2 separate regions of the Mus musculus genome follow, and region 2 is linked to region 1. The links are chromatin contacts, called in public Hi-C maps. All regions are on one chromosome and are shown on one strand. The core of a region is the stretch at or near the end of the contact, and the rest is flanking DNA. Distances in the headings are between cores, read along the strand shown.

Region 1 (5,515 bases), core at 292-2,791:
CAGGGGCCCTGGGAAACCCCAGTGGTTACAGAACCAGATGTTTCTCACTTTGAAGCCACGCCTTACCCTTCCAGCAGACATGTGCCACATTCTGCCTCTACAGCCCACGTTTAGCATCCACTCACTGTTGCATCAGTGAACAAGGCTGTGTATACTGAGCAATCACTTCTAAGACTGGCATGGACCTCATTTAGCTGGTATTCAGGGAACTGAGCAGGGCTGTCTCCTGTTACCACGCTTGGGTGTAAGATCTATCATGGCACACTCTAATGCTGGCAATAGTAGCGTAACTTTCTCCTCCATGACTTGCCTCGGTACCCCTGACCTGTCTACATAATCAACAAGCTTCCTTTTGGCTGATTTTTGGAGCTGATATATTCCCTACCTACACACAACACACATTCACTGAAATCTAATTGCTTTCCTGCATCCACCATACCTGCAGGAGATTTGTCTCCTGCCAATACCTTTCTCACCTAGCCACTACATGGTTTTGTTTCTGACCTGTTTAACACTTCCTTCATAGCCATGACAACAAACACCACCACCACCACCACCAACAACAACAACAACACCCTTTCCTACTTCAAGCTCTTCATGTAGACCTAATTTGGGGGCTTCCCCCTTCCCCAGTGGCATCTATAAGAGATGTCTCATGTCTGACAAGTTTTCTCCCTGCCTCCCTCCCTCCTCTCTCACAACTTCAACCTTTCTGGCTTAAGAGCCCCTTTGTGATCCTTACAGATACTTGCAATCACAGATTTCTATTACTGTTTTACTGTGGCTCAGCTACCCAATGAAGGTCTTGTTCCTCTGGCCTATGAAAGGCTATATTTTCTTCCTCACTACAAACTGTAGAGATCATAAGAATCAATTAAATGCATTGAGGAAATGGCTAGCCATACAGAATAGGAGGTACCGCATGCCCACCACAAAGCTGTTTCTTAGGACTAATACAAAGGGGTTTGGGTGTCTGGGGACAAGATTCAACTTGTTAAAAAGAAAGCATGGAAAAAACCATCTCAGAGAAGGGGTGTGGGGGAGGGTTCACACACCGGAGACAGTGACTACTTATTCACTGCCCACTGTCTATTCTTCAACTGCTCTGGATGGGATAGTTGCTGGTGGGATTCTGGGCAGCAGGGAGATCTTGAGTTCGCAAGAGCTTCAGGTCGTACATCTTTTCATCAAAGGTTCAGGGTTCCCACCTGGTCAGGGCAGGGGCAAGGATGTGGCACAAGAAAGAGAGCTGCAGAAAGTTTCCAGCAAGCCTTGGGTTTCTTCACCCTGTCACCAGAAGACACGTCTGAAAGTAACGCCTCTTACCTGCGCCTCCAGCGTCCAGGCTCATCTCTCTGTGCGCCTGAGCTAGGATCCCAAGGCGGACCCTGAGAGCTGCCCTCCCTCTCCTGGCGGTGTGTCCGTCCCTCCCTCCCCTTGACTCCCACCCGGCCTCCCCGCCCCCTCTGTTCCCTCCCTCGGAGCCCAGGCCTAGAAATCCCACGCCCTTTACTGCACAGGAGCTCGGACGAACCCGGGGAAACCTCCGGTCGCCAATCACGGAGCGGAGGAGAGGCGGGCGCTCGGCTCTAGCGCGCTGGGGGAGCCAGCTGGCTGCTCTGTGCGAGCCGCACACAATCACTCTGATACCGACAAGCGCCCAGACCCGCGAGCATCACCAACAGAGTTTCATAGCCACAGGCGCTGCAGACCGGGCTCTGGCAGAGCTCCCTACACCCCGAAGCACCTCAGGCCCGCGAGGCTAGAGCAGGGAGGAGGCTCGCAGGCTCTCGTGCTGCCATGTGAGCGGCGGCGGCCACTCGCACCTGGCGCCACACCTGGGGCTCCGCTGCCCGCGGGGGACAATGCGCGCCTGCCACAGTCACCGCGTCCGCACCTGACCATGGAGTGCGCCCTCCTGTGCTTGTGCGCCCTCCGGGCCGCAGGTCCCGGGCCGCCGTGGGGGCCCGCGGGACTGGGGCGTCTGGCCAAGGCAGGTGCCACCACCGAGGGGCGCGCCGCACAGCGGGGACGAGGGAGGCGCCCGCCCCGCGACGCTGCTCACGCGGCGGTGTCACCCTTTTCTTTCTTGCAGGCACTCCAGCTGTGCTGCTTCTGCTGTGCTTCGGTGGCCGTCGCCTTAGCCAGTGACAGCGGCAGCAGCGGTGGCAGCGGATTAAATGATGGTTCGTATTTACCCTCTCTCTGGGTACTCCACCATCCCACAAGGGTTTCCCCTTGCACTTTGGTCCCCTTTGTGTTAGCGTGAGATGTGGTAGGTTAAGGAGCATCTCCTAACCTGGCAGGTGTGTGCTGTCTGAGCAAAAGGCTCCCTGGTTAGAAAGAGGGAAGCGCAGCAAGGTCCTGTGAGCTTATCAGAAAATCAGTGCCTCAAGCTACGAGTCACAGAGATGAGAAAATAATTTCCCTCTTTCACAGATGGCTTGTTAAGAAAAATAAATCCGAACTTAAGTAAGAAATTAGAGAGGAAGTGGGCACCGGGTGGGGAATTGATAAAAGGCTCCTTCGTTTCCTTCCTCCGCTGGGAAAGCCACAGATTGAGGCTGAGAGGGGTGAGTGTCTCCCCTCCCCCACTCCACCCGTGTTTTCCTTACTGCTGGTTTCCCACTGAATACTCTCTCTTCAGTGACATCGCCTCACGGATGCCCAAAAGATGTCTTCTTTTGGGGGAACACCCTGTCGCAAGGTGCTTTAAGTCCCCCCCCTTTTTTTTTCTGTCTTCCAGCTTCAAAGATCTAGCACACGCTTCGGTTTTCTCATTTATTAACTCCACAGAACTCATAGAGAGAGAAAAACCCTTGTTCTCAGTGTCTCCCACTAGCAGCAAGAGGACAATTGATGTTTGCCCAGGGCTCTTTAGCAAGACCTTACAGGCCACCATGGCTTTCTGGGGATTCTAAATTTTTCATCTTTGTAGAATTGAGTCCTCTTGTCCTGGTGCAAGGGCTGACTCTGGGACTGAAAGCCACTAGAATTATGTGTAAAAGCTTCCAGAGATTGGATGTTTGGAGAATAGGAGACCCAGAAATGAACTGGACCAGCCAGAGTCTATAGTTTCTAAAACTTCCTTCCTGTTCCACCAGGATCTAATGGCTGGGGAGCTCTTCTGTCCCAGGCGTGGCCCGAAAGTACTTCTGTATTTTGTTTTTGGAGGCAGAGTCTCATGTAATCTAGCTTTGGAAAAGATGACCTTGGCCTTAGGGTCCACCTCCTTATTGCATGCCCAACACACCTGGTTTATGTAGTGATGAGGATTGAACCCAGGGCCTCATGCATGTCTGACAAGAACTCTGCTTACTAAGCTATATTTCCCAGCCCCTGAAAGGACCATAAGTAGCTAGCAGAGCACAGCACATTGGTTCCCCCACCCCCACCCCCCAACCTCTCGGTGCTCCCTCTCCAAGACAGGACTGAATGTAACCAACAGCCTGTATGTTCCTCTCTTGGAAACAAACTTGTAGCAGGTGTCTGGGGTAGGTAGGGGGTGAGGGGTCTAGATGATTGGCTAACACGCCTACATGGTCTTCCAAGTAAGAGCAGGTGCAATCTCAGATGGCCGTGCACAAGGAGGTAAGAAACACACACTGTAGAAACCGGAAACACACACTGTAGAAACCGCACATATGTTGGAAAAGGTTATTATGTAGTTAGGTATGACTGGTAGATAGAGAAAATGGGTTTTCCCTTTTTAAAAAAAAAAGCGAGGAAAGAAAGACGGCTTTAATCAAAAGCTACATACCTGCAGAACAACATATCAGAAATTTTTGAGAACTAAGATGTGTGCTGCTCAGTTTTAAGGGAAAGAGAAGGGAAACACATTTTTTCCTTTTATTTTCTGAAGAATATGTCAATGATAGGGTGTTTCTAGTTTCAAGGAGAGAAGGAGAAAATGAAAGAACCATAAAAGAGCTGGCCACACCTTAAAAGTCACAAATGGTCCTGTTGGGTGTCTTTACTAATTAAGCCCAATTAGAATTGTGTATTGTGTATCGATCTCTACACACCCGAGACTCCCTGATTCCTTAGCATCTTCTGTTTTTATTTCATTGTTGTTGACTGTTCAAGGAAGGGAATCCCCCTCCCCCCCCTTTCTCTTCTGCAAGCCAAGGACCCAAGTGACTCAAACATGCCTCTTAGTTGTTCGGAATCTTTCTAAACACTTTACAAATTAGTTTCCCATTCTGTGCCTAGAAAGTGGAAGTTTTTTTTTTTTTTTTTTTTTTTTTTTTTTTTTAATTCACACTGGGCATGCTCCACATCATCTTCTGGGACGATGCTTTTCAATTCCAATGTTTTGTGAAAGAAAGCAGCATACTGACTTTGCTCTTTCCTATAGCAAATTGTTTCCTCGCTGCCCAGCTTCCCCTAACCCCCCCACCCCGCCCCTGTACACACCCCCAGATCACACAGCAATTAGTGCTGTTCAGGGGAGCCAGGGGGAAGGCATTTTTAAACATGCCTTTCCAGGTGTCCCTGATCTGCCACGCCCCCTCCAACAAGTCTGAGCAGTTCCAAACATCAGCCTCTATCTGGATGCTTCTGATGGTTTGGAGGCATGTTTTTTGCCGAGGTTGTATTTTAGGCCTGGGATTAAACAGGAGAGTCCCCGGTGGAGGCTTCTTGAAACACTAAGGGAGATCCAAATGCTGGCGTGAGTAGCTGGGTGCCCCTTGTTAATGAGCCAAGGGGATAATCAGAAACAGCATATTTTATGAGTCATTCACAATTTAAACTCCATCAGGAAAGTTTCTAAGTTGGACCTAAACAAGGCTATCAATCAAATCCATCCTTTATACTGATTTTTTTTATCAACAATAATAAGTTACATATGATTACATATGGCTAATATATGAAGAGCCCCTGTATTTCCTTTCAGACTGAGAATTGACCCTTCACCCAAATATCTTTGAGATTTATCAAAGTTGCACTTAGCTTTTGGTTTTTGTAGGGTTTATTTATTTTTTAATGCTAGGCAAGTTCTGGGCCCCTGAGCCCCAATCCCAGCTATAGCATAAGCTGGCAGAGCCCGATGGCTCAGAATGCAGTGAGCCAGCCTCTCTGAATTCTCTTCACTGTTAGGTGCATGGAACAAGGTTTTTTGTGAGCTTCGGGGCAAGCTGCTGGAAAGTGGCCCTTTTGGCATCTTGGGCTCTGGGTGCTGACAGCTAATTTTTTGTTTTCCCATTACAGATTACGTCTTTGTCGTGCCAGTAGAAGTGGACTCGGGCGGGTCATATATTTCACACGACATTTTGCACCACAGGAAAAGGCGATCGGCACACGGTGCCAGCAACTCCCTGCACTACCGAGTTTCAGCATTTGGACAGGATCTACATTTAGAGCTTAAGCCCTCGGCGATCTTGAGCAGTCACTTTAGAGTCCAAGTACTTGGAAAGGACGGTGCTTCAGAGACTCGGGAGCCTGAGGTACCGCAGTGTTTGTATCAGGGATTTATCAGAAATGACAGCTCGTCCTCTGTGGCTGTGTCTACGTG
Region 2 (5,600 bases), core at 352-2,851, 37 kb before region 1:
TCTAAGTTTGCCTTGAACTCACTGTGTGGCCCAGGCTGGCCTAAATGTCATGACAATCCACCTGCCTTCAGAGTGCTGGGATTACAGGTGTGCGCTCCAGGGAATGACCCAGGTGAAGACTCAGAGCTGGTAAATGCTGTAGTTAGCTTTCTCAGATGATGGCAGCCTGACTTCAAGCGATGCACTTGGCTGCTGTTCCATCCTCCCCTGGGCTCCTAAGTCCACATCCCTCTGCTTGTGCACCAGATGTCCTGGAGATGCTTTCCAGACAGTGGGTAGACCAGATGTCCTGAAGATGCTCTCCAGCCAGCAGGTAGACCAGATGTCCTGGAGATGCTCTCCAACCAGTGAGTAGCGGCACTGTATGAGTGCTTAGTTTCTGCTTTCCTTCAAATTTCTCACTTAACAGTGAAGGCAGATGGAAGCTTAATTTTAGGATAGAGAAATGTGTGAATTCCAAGGTTTTTTTATATTATTATTATTCAAATGATTTTTCTATTTAACCTACATCATTTGCTCTAATTAACAGACTGTTAATTGAAGTTACTGAAGGTGAATTCTGATGCACAGAAGACATTCTTTTGTGTGGTCCGTGAGTGTATACACTGTGTGGACTTGTGTGGAGACCAGAGACCGTCTTCCCCAATCACCATGTCTCTCCCTGAGATCACTCATTGGCTTTACTGGCTCAGGAGGAAACCTCTAGCTCTGCCTGTCTCAGATACCTAGTACTGAGGTTATAAGCATGGGCTCACATGACTGATATATTTTTTTTTATGTGGGTCCTGGAGATTTTGAACTTTAGTCCTTGTGATTTTGCAGCAAACATTTTATCCACTGAGCCATCTCCTTAGCTGCCTGTGAATGGTGAATGGTCTTAACATTTGTTTCCAGAGGGACTTTCTAAAGCATAGTAGGTACCATTTATAGACAGTTCTTGCTGAATCAGGAAATCACTTCACTGAGTATAAACCAAATCCATGTGCCTTTCAAACAAGCTTGAGTTGACAAATTTCCAGTTACCATGATTAGAAAATGTGCTGGAGCCCAAGGGGTATGAATTTGGGACACTGCAAGCTTTGATCTCTGAATGGGTACTGCATCTGCATGCCACCATACCGGACAGATTCCTGTTGAGACAAGTGAAGTAATTTCCCTATGGTGTTTTTTTTTTTTTTTTTTTTTTTTTTTTTTTTTTTTGCTGTTGTTCAAAAGTTAGTAGACCTTCAATTATCAGTGGGACCAGATCCAATAAACAAAATGACACAGACACTTCTGGCATTTGGTACAGTGGCTTTTGGGTTTTTTTTTTTTTTTTTTTTTTCCCAGCAGAAGGGTTGAGTGCAATGTTCCTAGGGTAACTGAAAAGTACTTGGTAGGGACTGCGTGTTTAGACAGGGTGGGCCTGGGAAGCATTCACAGAAGGCCCACCCTGGGTCTGGCCTGTGGGAACAGTAAACACAAGGAAGTCTCCTATGTGATCAGAAGGAAGAGGCCATCGTCCAGCTCTCAGGAAGAATGGAACTGCATGGTCTCCAGTGGCTCGAGGATGGAGTTATCTCACTCCTGATTGTCATTGTCACACAGGTCTTTCTCACACACCAGATGGACTCTGCCTTGGAATTGGCAGTCTGAGGCTTCTCTTGTCCCACTTGGCAAATACTTACAGGATGAGAGTGTGGCTAGAAATGGGGATTACTGCCTCCAACCTGCTTGGACAGAGTCAGTAGTGGGTGGGAGGGCAGGGAGCACTGGATCCCTATACCAGTTGTGCCACTTCCAAGTCCTGTGCATTGGGGGAGAGCCCATCTCTTCTCTGAGTTCTTCCTGTAACACACTATGGCTTAAACAGACCTTAAGGATCATCGAATGAAACAAGCTGCAGCTCCAAAGATGAAGAGGCCATCGGAGGGACCATTGTTCTGTGTCTTATAGATCTGAGACAGTCCAAGCCTGTTCTTGACTTTGGGGAGGAAAACAAGGTTACAGAATGCAGTAAGGTCATTTGCAGGCAAGTGGATTCAATGAGAGATTAGCATATTAAGTCAATCAAGTACATTGAGGGAAGGCAAGCATTTCATCTTTCCTCTCACTCGTAGGTCTTGTTCTTTATAGGCACACAGTTGCACATGTGGAGGTGATATAAATACAAGTAAAAACATTCAGGAGAGCAGGTAGGACTAATGGAAAGGTGGGGAGAGGGAGTGGACATATGTGGATAATGCTCTAAAGGACATGTAGTACATTTGTAGGAAACTACCTTGTAGAACTCCAATCTAGTGAAATAAAAATTATATAAAATAAAATGACACACAGGACAAGCAGGCTATAGGACAGACAGAACTATCCAGCCAGCAGCTGAACTGGCAGCTCTTTGATCTTCCTTCCTCTTTAAGTTAGATCACTGTTCCTGTCCCCTCAGATACAAATGCATAAAAGAAATCTTTATATATCATTTGCCATAATAAGAATTTTTAAATACTATGTTATTTATATTATTTTCACTGTTTTATTATTTTTTAATCACTATCTAATTAGACAGTTTTGCCTGCCAAAGGTTCTTCCCCTGAGCTGGCTCTTTCCCTAATGCTCTCTTAATCTCCCTTTTAAAAGAGAAGGATAGAAAAGACACGCTGGGGCCCGCGAGCCCAAGCAGAACTTTCCCTTGATGCAATCAGCAAGTAGGAAAGTGAGTCTCTTCTCAATTGTGTTCGATCCCTGGGGTGGCATTGTTCTTTTGTTGGGGTAGGGAAAGCCATCTCTAGAAACCCCGCTGGTGGTACTTTGTCCTCATTTCCTGAATAGGAATGGGGAAATTGCAGGCTCTCTCCTACCTAGCCAGCTACTCAAGCAAAGGCCTGTATATTGCAAAGATTTCCTGCTAAGGGGCTCACTCACCAGCCAAGTCTTCTCAGCTAGATCCAGGCCGCTGAGAGAGACTCAGCCTCTGAAACAAGCGGCTGGACCTGAGGAACAACAGTCAAGGTTGTCCTCTGGCTTCTAGGATTCTCACGTCCATGCCCCTGCCCCACGCATTGAGATGCGTACCTTCACATACACAAACACCTACTTAAGAAAGTGGGATGAGCCGGGCGTGGGTGACGCACTCCTTTAATCCCAGCACTTGGGAGGCAGAGGCAGCGAATTTCTGAGTTCGAGGCCAGCCTGATCTACTAGGACAGCAAGGGCTACACAGAGAAACCCTGTCTCAGAAAACCAAAAATAAATAAATAAATAAATAAATAAATAAACAAATAGAAAGAAAGAAAGAAGGAAAGAAAGAAAGAAAGAAAGAAAGAAAGAAAGAAAGAAAGAAAGAAAGAAAGAAAGAAAGTGGGACCGAGCAGTGTACACTTACTTCTTGGGTTTTGTTCTGGGGCTTGAACCTAGAGGCTTTGCACACGGAGCACGCGTAACACTCTACCACAGAGCCACATACTCAGCTCTGTTTTCCCTCAGTGAGTCTCACTGAGCTGGCTAGGCTGGCTTTGAGCTCGCTCTGTAGCCCCTGCTGGTCTGCAAGTTGAAATTCTTCTGCCTTGGCTACCCATGCAGCTAGGATGACAGACCCTAGTCTAGGCTTATCAACTGTGCTTGCAAACCCAAGCTGTGTTATGGAGTGGTGAGGTGTCCATTTCATCTGGTGATTACAGAAATCAAGCTGTTTCTGACCACACAGAATATCCTTGAACAAGTACCCGAGGAAGTAGAAAAAGGGAGCGGGAAAGAAAGAGAAGGGGCGAAGGAAAGAGAGCAAAGCAAACCGTGGTAAGATCAAAGGCTTGGTAGGAAAATCTCTTGTTTTTTCTTGTTTTCATGGAGTTTAATATTGAGTGTTTGGTGGGCACCAGCGAGAGGCAGGTGGCTGTTACCTGTTAGACAGCAGAAAATTCCTGTTTTATAAACAGCGATGGGCTGTTGGCCCTAGGGAATGGATCTTGCTTTTTCTGCGGCTACACGGGGTCCATCCTTCAGATCTATGGGCTCTATGTAGAGGTTTGAGGATCCTGATTACAGGGGAGGCTCATCTTCATTGCCATCTATGTTCTTTCAAGCACTTTATCATAGAGGAAATGGTGAGGGGCAGGAATTACCTAATTAACCACCAGACTGTGAGAGACAGTTTCCTCTAACCTTGCTGTGATCAAAGGAACGGGTCAAATGAGCAAATGACCTGAACTGGTACAGGCAGGACTCTGAGGCTCAAGGAGAGGGAGATGACTAGACTAGACCAAGTGCCTCCTGGAACAGTCAGCTCAGCCTTCAACAGCGCTTCCTCCTCCTTTGGGCTTTCTGGATCTGTGGTTTGTGTTTACCTTCAGAGTAACACTGCCTCCCCTGCTTCTCATATTCCTTGATCACCTGCCTTGGTTTCAGGGAACATCCCACTGAATCAAGATCACTGTCAAAACTATGCTTTCTAAAGAAAAGATCTTCCTCTTCCTCTTCCTCTTCCTCTCCTCCTCCTTCTCCCCCTCTTCCCTCCCTCCATCTCTCTCTCTTTCTCTCTCTCTCGCTCTGTGTGTGTGTGTGTGTGTGTGTGTGTGTGTGTGTTTGTGTGTGTTTCCCTCCCTCTTTATTTGGAGTAGGTATATTTGGAAGAAATATGTTTCCTGAGTTTCCTAACTGGAACCTTGAATACACTGTAGGCATGCAGTACTCTCCCCTCCTGCCGTGGGAACTCAACGAAACCCATGTTATTTTGCAGAAGATATTGATCTTTCCACACTTCACGTTTGACGGGAGTGCCTTTCAAAGACGGGGGGGAAAAAGAAGCCTATTCTAATTTGTCAAATCACCTAGGCAGTGTGCTGTTCTATGTGAAACTAAAGTGCTATACTCCATTGTGCTATTGTAGTGAAGTTAAGTTGCTATAGCTACATTCACTCCTGGTGTCTCTCACTTGTTTTGATTGAGAACCTACTGTGTGCCTCATCTTGTGCTAGGGATACCTGTGGGAATTAGCATTATCCAGAAGACACCTTTGCTGGGATCTTGACCTAGTGTAGGTTTCAGAGAAGAATCTCTAGATGTCATGACTTTTAAGCATGATGCCAAGGACAAAGATGTACAGAGTCAGACATTTCTGATAGACAGACATCTTTCCCAACAGGTCCCAGTACTTCCAAAAAACAATTTCATATTTAAATCCCTCCTCATGTTACAGATAAAATCCTAACATACTGTGATAGTTTGTATATGTTTGGCCCAGGGAGTGGCACTATTAGAGGGTGTAGCCTTGATGGAATAGGTGTGTCACTGTGGGTGTGGGCTATAAAACCCTCAACCTAGCTCTCTGGAAGTCAGTATTCTGCTAGCAGCCTTCAGATGAAGACATAGCACTCTCAGCTCCTCCTGCACTATGCCTGCCTGGATGCTGCCATGTTCCTGCCTTGATGATAATGAACTAAACCTTGGATCCTGTAAGCCAGCCCCAATGAAATGTTGTCCTTATAAGAGTTTCCTTGGTCATGGTGTCTGTTCCCAGAAGTAAAACCCTAACTAAGACACAGATATAAACAAAGTTTCCTAGATACAGTGCTTCTTTAGCAAGTATTTATTATTATTATTCTTTAATCCTTTTTGGCAGTCCAAGGTCC

The links. A called contact is a pair of places that touch in the nucleus more often than the background predicts.
Region 2: a Hi-C map of cerebellar granule neurons shows a contact between it and region 1, with 1.6 times the contacts expected there. The contact joins the enhancer-like site here to the promoter of Adamts18 in region 1. A contact is called at or near these places in 1 of 39 promoter capture datasets (epiblast stem cells), 5 of 484 Hi-C or Micro-C datasets (cerebellar granule neurons, cerebellum, nephron progenitors and 1 more), 3 of 115 datasets of contacts at active chromatin or transcription factors (all in embryonic stem cells) and 3 of 9 other capture datasets (adipose tissue, liver and pancreatic islet).

Annotation. Positions count from the first base shown.
Region 1 is chr8:113,844,865-113,850,379 of GRCm38.p6, reverse strand. Adamts18 (a disintegrin-like and metallopeptidase (reprolysin type) with thrombospondin type 1 motif, 18) reads left to right here and starts at 1,541. Exons shown (of 23, transcript NM_172466.3): 1 at 1,541-1,993; 2 at 2,096-2,186; 3 at 5,212-5,515. The coding sequence starts at 1,904.
Region 2 is chr8:113,881,367-113,886,966 of GRCm38.p6, reverse strand. No RefSeq gene overlaps it. Among named protein-coding and RNA genes, the nearest start is that of Adamts18, 35 kb to the right of the region's middle. Within about 2 kb of position 1,601, at least 9 of the 459 cell types and tissues checked have an H3K27ac peak or open chromatin away from gene starts, as enhancers often do. A contact at or near this core is called in cerebellar granule neurons, cerebellum and epiblast stem cells, where this site is marked.